2 separate regions of the Sus scrofa genome follow, and region 1 is linked to region 2. The links are chromatin contacts, called in public promoter capture Hi-C maps. All regions are on one chromosome and are shown on one strand. Each heading gives the region's core, a stretch centred on a gene start, on an enhancer-like site or on the middle of the called end of the contact. The rest is flanking DNA. Distances are from core to core; before and after follow the strand shown.

The links. Promoter capture Hi-C pulls out the DNA fragments that hold promoters and counts their contacts.
Region 1: a contact with region 2 is called in a promoter capture Hi-C map of liver, with 2.5 times the contacts expected there. The contact joins two enhancer-like sites. A contact is called at or near these places in 2 of 5 promoter capture datasets (fetal liver and liver) and 1 of 47 Hi-C or Micro-C datasets (skeletal muscle).

What each region holds. Positions count from the first base shown.
Region 1 is chr15:95,109,614-95,114,598 of Sscrofa11.1, reverse strand. It overlaps NEMP2 (nuclear envelope integral membrane protein 2), which reads left to right. Exons shown (of 13, transcript XM_021076065.1): 12 at 330-506; 13 at 1,204-3,468. The coding sequence ends at 1,345. It also overlaps the pseudogene LOC110257151. Among named protein-coding and RNA genes, the nearest start is that of MFSD6, 70 kb to the right of the region's middle. Within about 2 kb of position 2,783, at least 1 of the 83 cell types and tissues checked has an H3K27ac peak or open chromatin away from gene starts, as enhancers often do. A contact at or near this core is called in liver, where this site is marked.
Region 2 is chr15:95,009,546-95,014,458 of Sscrofa11.1, reverse strand. No RefSeq gene overlaps it. Among named protein-coding and RNA genes, the nearest start is that of MFSD6, 31 kb to the left of the region's middle. Within about 2 kb of position 3,133, at least 2 of the 83 cell types and tissues checked have an H3K27ac peak or open chromatin away from gene starts, as enhancers often do. A contact at or near this core is called in liver, where this site is marked.

The DNA of each region.
Region 1 (4,985 bases), core at 1,534-4,033, 100 kb before region 2:
AAAATCTGCAAGGCAGACTTTTAATTGTCCGATGGTGTGATTTGAAATCACTAAGGAAGACACATAGAGGATCTATTAGAAATGGATCCTCAGTTGCCTTAGGACATTATTTAGGATGGTCTAGGAAGAGGAGAAATGTACTATTAGACCCAGACTACATATTCTACAAACCTCAGTCATGAGAACGGTAATAGAGTCTAGCATGATATAGAGGAAGTGAAGAATTATTACCATTACTGTCTAAGAAATGTATTTTTATAAATCTTAAGGGTTGAATTGAGCAACCAAATATGGCCAGGAATCTAGCAACCAAATGCCACCTGTTTTAGGAAAATGAAGAACTGGTTTACATCAGAAAAGCTGGTGGTTAAGTATCTTACTGAAGACGAATACAGGGAACAGGCCGATGCTGCAACAACCCAAGCTCTGGAGGAGCTGCGCCAGGCCTGCCGCAGCCCTGGCTTCCCATCCTGGCTGGCCGTCTCCAGGCTCCAGGAGCCGAAAAAGTAAGTCCCGCTCAGCTGCCTGAACCAGCCTGAGTTGGAGCTACTGTGCAATACCATGACATTTTGGCTCAGATACTTCAGGCTAGAAACAGACAGCTTCCCTGGATAACAAATGATGCAGAAGCTGTCAGAGCGTCTTCTTTTGCCCCAGTGCTCTGACTCGCACCATGGAACCCTCAGCATCAGTATCACTCTTGATCTGATGTGCTTTATCGGGAGAGGGTGGGATGGGTGGTGTCACCTGCCCCTCACTCTACGGGTATGGAAGGTCATTTGTAAAGTTCACCAGGAAAGCCATCTCTGTCCCCAACATCTTTTCCTTACTGCTTCTACTTCTGCATGGCTTTATCCAAATGACAGTGTCCTCCAAGATCGAAGGGGGAAGTATTTACACAAAAATAATGAATAAGTCATATGTTTAATAAGAACAAAGGAATTAGAAAACACAGGTGGGTATCTTTGGCAGCATTCTGTCCTTCTGAGTCTGCCCACTTCTCTACCTTTTCCCTGAATATCTGGATAAGGAACACATAGGCCATGCCCGTTTTTATACCTACTGTGTAAATGCCATCGTCTATTGATGCAAAGTCAAAAATTTAGTTAAAGGGGAAAAGTAGCAGGGGAACATGTTATCTTTCATATAAACCTTTCTATGATAACATTAACTTTGTTTAAAACAAAAAAAAAATCTTACTAGGTTTGCAGACTTTGTTCTTGGAGGAAGCCACTTGTCACCTGAAGAAATTAGTCTGCATGAAGAACAGTATGGCCTTGGGGGTGCCTTCTTGGAAGAGCAGCTCTTTAACCTGAGGACTCCTGACAGTCTACCTGCACACTGATAATCATTCTGGACAAGGAAGGGCAGAGATCCTATTAAAGGTGGGCAGAACCATTCTAGAGAACAGTGGCAAGAGCATTTGCTGTGGAGAAAAGTCAAATCACGCTGGAAAGGAACTGTGTTAGAGATAATCCTTCTTGGCTACTTCTGCAAATTGTACTGTAGGTGACCTACAAGATTCTGTGATGGTCACTACCACTTTCCTTGAATGAAGAGTTTCATTAGGAAGAAGGAATTATGTTGATCTTTAAGGGGCCAATTAATATTAATAGGTGCCTTATCAACTCCAGGGCATTAAATCCTCTCATTTCCCAGGACCTGCGTCAGAAGATTCTGCATTGCTTTTCCTATGTGTGATCAATGTAAGTGCTAGAAGAGACACGAGATAATGCTGGACCAGTGTTTTCCAAAGTGTAGTCCACAGGATGGTAATAAGCATCAGTGGATAAAGGGATCCTGAGGTCAACTAATACTGATACAGGATAAACAAATGTACTGCAGGACTTCTCAGAGCCTTTAGTAATGCTAATGCACACTGCGAATCTCCGAAGAGGAGAAACTGTGCTCAGCAGTGTCTGACTTACTTTGACCACAGAACCCTTTTTTCATGAGATTAATATTCCTTGGAACACATGTTTGGGAACTGCTGATGATGGAGGAGGAGTTGAGCTTTGGGGAGGTTAACTAACTTCTCCGAGACCACAAAGCTTTTCAGAGGCAGCTCTAGTGCTAGAACTCCAGCCCTATGGTTTTGTACCACTCAGGTAGAAGAGACCTTTAGAAGCAAGCCAAGGGGCCATCTCTCCATAGCCTTGGGTCTCACAATGTTGGTAACTCTTTTATTTTTAATTTTTAAATAATAGCCAACTAGCTGTTTGATAACTATAATAAAGAGAAACATTTTCCTAAGATTATATTTTAAAGTTTTGATAAGACTTTTATAGTCATATATAAAGATCAGAAATTAGAATTACTTCTCATAGGGTTTTCTGTATGTTGAAATTGAAAGCATTTAACCTCTTGTGACATTTTAAATTGAGTGGCCTATCTTTTAAAATTGTTTATTAGTTATATATGTTTATAACAATTTCCTACAAAACAGGTTTGTGATCTTTCTTACAGAGAACAAATCTTTTTTTCTTGATTCCTAATGTTATATTCAGAGTGAAATGAGGGACTAACTGTGAGCTCTGACCCTGAGGAAAAGAAGCCAAAACAAGGCATGAGAAAAGATCTGAAAGTGGCAAAGCAACCTAAGGGTTGAGAAGTTGCTGGATTGATTCTCTGTAAGAATCAGGTATGGGCCCTTTTGCTGTGAGGTCATAAAGAGTAGCCGCATAATGAATGAGGACTAGAAGAAGGGTTATGGAGGAGGAACATACAGATAATTTCCTGCTTTCCTGAGCCAAATTTAGTAGAGTTTTTCTATGTTGTTGCATAAGAGCGTGGCTGCCCATTTGGAACTGTCAGATTGATTTTCAAATATTTCCTCTTTGAAGCAGTGTGTCAGTATTTTACAGGTCTTTTTGCCAGACACCTTGTAATGTCAAGAGCTTTGCTATTTTTGTGAAATGTACTCAGTTTAATCTGCTTTCACATAGACTTTGATATAAAAGTCAAGACATTTTCCATTTGGATTTAGGATGACGATGACCGTTTTAGAAGTGTAAATGGTTCTTAACGTCATTTTTGTCACAGTTTAATCAGTTCTTTTTTTTATAATTCTATTTATTGGTGCTTTATTATAAATATATGAGACGAGTTTGTGGTTGTGCTCACTCTGTTCACCTCCCAGGAGGTGGTGTGTGTACTACCCCGTGTGTGTGTGTGTGTGTGTGTGTGTGTGGTGTGTACAGCCTGCTGGGGACATCCCAGCCAAGACAGCCGCTAGGCCTACCTGCACCAGGGTGAAGAGGTGCCAGTGATGGAAGGAAGCAGCTTCTGGTGGGCCAGCAAGCTGATGTCACCATGTTTACTGTTACAAAATACCTAAAGAAAGAGAAAAAGAGCTATGGTCTTTGGGGACATTGTTTTTCATGTTTTAGAGGAAGTCATGGATTTGTCTCTTTCTGTTATGTGAGTCCTGTAAGAAGCTAAACAATTAAAAGCATTACTTGTGATATAGCTGGTGTATTTCTGTTGTGTTCATTTCAATCAGGGTTTATTACAGCGCTGAACTCAGCTCTAGTCCCCATCAAACATGTATAATTCCTCTACGAGATCTGTTTTCTCTTCTTCCCTTCTTTGTCTCTCTCTCTCTACCTCTCTCCCCACCCCTCTTCTTTTTCTTTATTTATTTAAAGGCCTTTAAATGGTTTAAATGATCATTTCGTAAAAGGCTCTGCCCTTCGCAGGAGGATGACAGTTGGCTCTGTGCCTCACCACCATAGGTGTGCAATTAGGGAGCACAGCAGAACTTTTATTGTGTTAGCACTTACAGGAGCTGCCTCACAAAAGCTCACTGTTGTTAGCAAATTGGACATTTGACACCAGAACATGTGGGTGAGAGCAGTAGTGTAGGTGGCCATGCTTAAACAATCATATCATTCAATGTGATTTGTAAAAGGTCTTAAAACACATTTTACATATCACAAAAAATGCTTTGTGAATTACTTGTATAGTTTGCCAGTAATATTTAGGGCTGAATTGCAGGGGAGTGTCCATCTGACATTTAGGACAATATTTGAATTTATGACTTAAAATCTAGAAATTTAAGAGGTTTGGAATAGCTGATGGGTTATATCAATATATCTAAACATGTGGAAGAATTAAGACCCCTGGAATGACATCAAGAAAAGAAAGGAGTTCCCATAGTGGCTCAACAGGTTAAGGACTCGACATGTTCTCCATGAGAATGCATGTTCCATCCCTAGCCTTGCTCAGTGGGTTAAGGATCTGGTGTTGCCAAAAGCTTTGGCGTAGGTCACTGATGTGGCTCATATCTGGTGTTGCCATGGCTGTGGCATGGGCTGCAGCTGCAGCTTTGATTCAAACCCTGGCCCAGGAACTTCCATATGCTCCAGGTGCAGCCGTAAAAAAGAAAAGCAGTCTTATATTACCCTGTGTGTGATTATTCTTCAGAGTTAGAGAAGCACAGCTTTTTTTTTTTTTTTTTTTTTGTCCAACTGAAAGAGAAAGATCCTATGCATAGGAAACTTAATCAGTGTGGAAATTTGAAGAAGCCTGTACCAAGATGGGTATTTTCACCTGACCCCAGGAGCAAGCTGCCTTCTGAGAGACCCTACTGGGTGGCGAGACCATTGATGAATTAACCATATGGTTGGGGACTTGTGGCCTTACTGATTCAGATCCCTGTTTTTGTCATTGCACTATAAGATGACCTGTCCCACATTAGCCAGTTCATATAGTCTGTCCATTTAGTGATCTACAGCCAAAAACATAACTGGCATAGGGATAAAATTACTTGAACTGATTTCAGAGAACCCCTAGATTCTCTGAAGACAGGTCTATGGGGAATCAAAATTGTAATAAACAGGTTTCTTGGTGAACAGAAAGAAAACAAAGGGAGTTTGCTATATAACTCACATGTTTAATGTCAACAGGCCAAAATGGCTAATACAGACACCCCCCAGGGGGGCTAGCTTCTCCTAGGTGATGGGATACCTGGTCCATGGCAGAGA
Region 2 (4,913 bases), core at 1,884-4,383:
ACTGAGGCTGAAATTTATGTGATCTATCTATCTAGTAAAAGAGTGAGAAGTCTTTCATTTCCAGGGTTTAAGCTATTAACCACAAAATCATACTGATGAGAATTTTATAGGCCCTGAAGCTTATGCTCCATTAGCGTCATGATAACTCCATTTGCAATACTGATAAAAGCAAATCAGTGAAAGGCAATGAGTGGTAATGTTTCATGTGAAGGAGATTAAAATGGTTGTTGAATTCTGAAAATCTACCAGATTTTGGTCTGGTGTGGCCTTGAGAGAGCTTCCCACTGCAGTATTTGGAATTGAACAACTCATAAAGTACCCAGCTGTCATAATAGAATTATCATCCTTCTTATCTTTCCAGATATTAAAGATGTAACCTTTTGAAAAAGAAAAAGAAAAGCAGGAAAGTGAATAGACTCCAGGTCTAACCTGATCTGCTTCTCTTCTGTATACAGAAGGAGAACAGGAAGAACCTGGGGAAATAAAGGGTAGTTCTTAACCTACAGCTGCTGAGAAGTGACTCCATGTTGAAAAGTGAAGTCAGATCACCCTAGAGGTTAAAGCTGGTTTCACATAGGGCAGGGTAGCCTCAAGAGTCAGCATAGCAGCAAGTGTTTTAATAGGCCTTGTTAGGGGAGGATTTTTTCCTGGTAGCCCTTTCTCTTTTCAGTATAACTAAGGAGAAGACGCAAATATGCATAAAGAAAAGTGACCTGCCACTCCTCCCATGTCTCCCTACCCCCAATGAGGTAACTAATGGGTGTGGCATGGGAAAATAGCTTCCAAGTATACAGCCATGCAGGCTGTCCCAGAAGTCCGTGCACAGAAAGGCTCAAAGACAAAATTAGAGTGTTGAAATCACATGGCTTATTGAATCAATTTAACCGGCAAAGTAAGAAGTCAGGGGATAGAGGGTAGATTAACTCAATTGGGCTAGGGTACAAGCAGGTGGTCTATTTTATGAAACATGCATAGAACCTGTGCCCTTCTCCACCCCACCCCCACCCCCACCCCCATGAGCCTTCCATGTGCTGATGGTACCATTACAAGGACCAGAGTTGAGGTTGAAGGAGGGGAACTGACTGTCACGGGGTGCCTGGTGCCAAAGCCAAAGCAAGCTTTCTCTATTGAGAGACCAGGGGCAAGGGTAGCTGGCCATCATGCCAGCTGGCCAGTTAGCCTGATGAGCAGCTGGGGATTTTATCTGTATTTCTCAAGCCGAGAACATATGGAAGCTGTGCAGGTGCCACCAGTGGGTGGTCATTTGAAGTCTTCCTGAACACTGAGTACCTAATATGCCTCATGAATATTTACTGTTTCAAGAATTTTTGGTGCTTCTTTGGACCTTCCAACCCTTCCTCTCCATTTCAGCTCATACATGCACTACTTACTTTGTCTTACAAACAACTTGCTTTTATGTCATTTCATTCTCCTCCTTGCATTTGTTTCCTTTGGCAGAAATGATTATTCTTAAATAACAAAGTAAACAATATAGTACGTAATATGAGAACAATACCAGGGAACACTTAGGCAGTACTTACCTGTGCAAAGCACGGTTCAAAGCCCTTTGCCTGTATTTATTGATTTACATACAAGTAAGCACTGTTATGACCCCATTCTACAAATGAGGAAATTGGTGCATATAAAAGTGAGGTAACTTGACCAAGCTCACACCACAAGCAAGTGATAGAATCTGCATTCAAAACTAAGGAGTCTGGCTTTAGGACCCTGGGCCTTAACTAGTCCCTTTTCCTAGTTCCTGCAAATTCTTACAAACATGTATATTCACATATGGAGGGTTGAAGATTTTAAGGCAAATGGTGTGATCTACATTTCTCTCTCGGCAACACTGGACACTAATTGACCATCCCCCCCTTGAAACTCTTCCTTCTCACAGCCTTCTGTGATCCACAGCCCTGGGTTTTGCTCTTCCTCCTTGGCTCCTCCCCTTTGTATGCTCCACTTTGGCTTTGTCCTAGGCCTTTCTTCTCTTTTTTTCTGTGACTACTCTCACCCCCTCCCTTGGCTTTAATCACCGAATATTTGAGGCTGTCCCCCCAATCCCGTTCTCTGGGGAAGCTTCTCTCCTGAGTGCCAGATCCATATGGCCAAATCCAGTGATTGTTTTACCCATCTTCCACCCCTCCCCTACTGGCCTTTACTTCTGGGTTCCCAAACCATCATCCACCCAGTTACACATACCATCCACCTGCACTCATTGCTCCCTTCACCCTTATCCCCACACCCAGCATATTGGTTTTCCATGCTACTATAACAAGTTACCGCAAATCTATGGAATTAATGCAACACAAATTGAGTATCTTACATGTCTATAAATTGGAAGTCCAAAATGGGCTTTACTGGGCTAAAATCAAGGTGTCTGTAGGACAGCATTCCACCTGTAGGCTTTAGAGGAGCATCCACTCTTTTGACTTTTCCAGCTTTTAGAGGCTTCTTGGCTCATGGCCCCTTCTTCCATCTTCATAGCACATCACTCTCACCTCTGCTTCAGCAGCCACATTGCCTTTTCTGACTCTGACCCTCCCCCCTCCCTTTTACATGGTCCCTTGTGATTACACTGGGCTCACCTTGATAGTCCAGGACATCCTCCTCCTCTCAAGACTTTTTTTTTTTTTTTTTTGTCTTTTTGTCTTTTCAAGGCTGCATCCATGGCATATGGAGGTTCCCAGGCTAGGGGTCAAATCGGAGCTACAGCTGCCGGCCTATGCCACAGCCACAGATCTGAGCCACGTCTGCGACCTGTACCACAGCTCACGGCAACACCAGAGTCTTAACCCACTGAGCAAGGCCAGGAATCAAACCTGCAACCTCATGGTTCCTAGTTGGATTTGTTTCCTCTGCGCCATGAAAGGAAATCCCAAGAACTTTAATCATAGTTGCAAAGTCCTTTTTGCGATGTAAGGTAACATAGTCAAAGTTTCCTGGGATTAGGACATGGACATCGCTAGGAGGCTGTGATTTTGCCTACCATGCCCAGTAAATGCCAAGCCAGGTAGTGTCCACCTTTCAAAGTTTTCCTGGAATTTGACCTCTTCTCCCTATCCCTGTGCTATGCTAATCTATGAGGTAATCTTCCCTCTGCCTATGACAACCACTCCTCTGGCCTCTCTGGCTCACCATGTTTTCTGATTCAATCAATTTTCCCTACTATAACCAAAGTAACCTTTAAAAACATCAGACTGTGTAATTTCTTTGCAGTCTCACTGGGTTGCGCAACACCACGGGGCTCCATTCACACGGTCCTGTGCCTCCCGGATGTGCTACCAGCAGACCTTAATTCTCTACTTAAACCTATCCAAGGCCCCCGTTACTATAACAAAGAGATTCAAAAGTCCAATAGCTAAAAAGGATTAGATTTTTTTTTTTTCTCATCTGACAGTCCACAGGTAGGGACCCCACCTCCCACACAACACCTGGATTCCATGTCTGGTCCAGGGTGACCTGCTCAGGTCTCACCATTTTCAGCACATGGATGAGGAGAGTTCAAGCACAGTCACTTAAATGGAAACCCTGGCATTTGCACACATCACATCCATGTATATCCCCTTACCCGAAACAGTCACATGTCCACATCTGAGTGTAAAGGAGAGAAACATAATCTTTAGCTAAATGGCCAAATACCCAGCTGAATTCCATTGCTACAAAAGAAAGGGAGAATGGATTCTGGGAATCCACCAGCAGTCTTCCACAGGAAGGAAAACAACATGTTCTGCAAGAGAAAAATGGAAGAACATAATTTAGATCAGAGGATGGAGGAGGCCTCTTTGAGGAAGTAGCAGTAAAGTGAGGCCTGAGGCATAAGTAGGAGATGGCCAGGGAAAGAGTTCTGGAAAGACTTTTCCCCGCAGAAGGAGCAGCCTTGAAGCAGCAGAGATCTAAGCTTTGATGACTAGACCAGAGTGAGTGTTGGGTTAAGGGGAAATTCCAAGAGATGAGATTGGAGAAGTAAGCAGGAGCCAGGTCAGGCAATAACCTCAGCATCATGTCAAGCATTTTGAATTTTAACTTAGATTCGGTGAAATCCATTGAAGAATGTCTAGGGGATCTGATTTGTGCATTTGAGAGATGGCTATGGCTGCTGTGTGGAGAATGGCATGGAGAGAGCAGAAGTGGAAGGGAGGCTTGGTTGGAAAGTAACCAGCAGTGAGAAGACAGATAAGCAGTGGTTCTGACCAGAGTGGTAGCAGTGGGGATGGAGAGAAGCAGATGAATTCAAGAGAGTTTTCGAAAGTGTATCTGCACACTAGGTGATATATTGAGTGTGGGAGGCAAGGGAAAGGTGGTGTAAGAATGACTCACAAGTTTCTGGCTTGAGCGACTGGGTGGATTGTGATAAACTTTGGTGAGAGGGAGAAGGCTGTGGGAGGAGCAGGTTGGAGAGAAGAAAGGAAGAGTTCACATGTTGGCATAAGAACTTGGAGATGCCTGTGAGACTTGCAGCTGGGAAGTAATCAATTAAGTCTGTGAGTCCAAAACTCAGAAGGGAGGGTTGGACATGGCAATAATCAGCACTGAGCTGCTTTTTAGAATCATGGAAATGAAGGGGTCACCAAGAGAGAGAATATACTGAGAACGCTGGGAAAGGCCAACATTCACCAGGGTATAGGAGCAGGAACTGTGGATAAGCCATAGAAGTAAGAGGAAACAGGAGGATTGTTGCCGAAGCCCAGAGAAACAGGAGTGAATGGGTAGCCCACTAGCCCTCCTTCAGACCCAACTGAACCTATGTCCTGCACAGACGAAGCTTGCTGACCTTCCACCGCTTCAAGTACCAGATACCTTCTCTATCACAGCACTTAAATACTATTGTAATGACCTGTCTCCCATGCTGGTCTGTGAGCTGCTTAAAGAAGGGAAACAACTTGTTCAAGATTTGGATTAATTGTATTGTT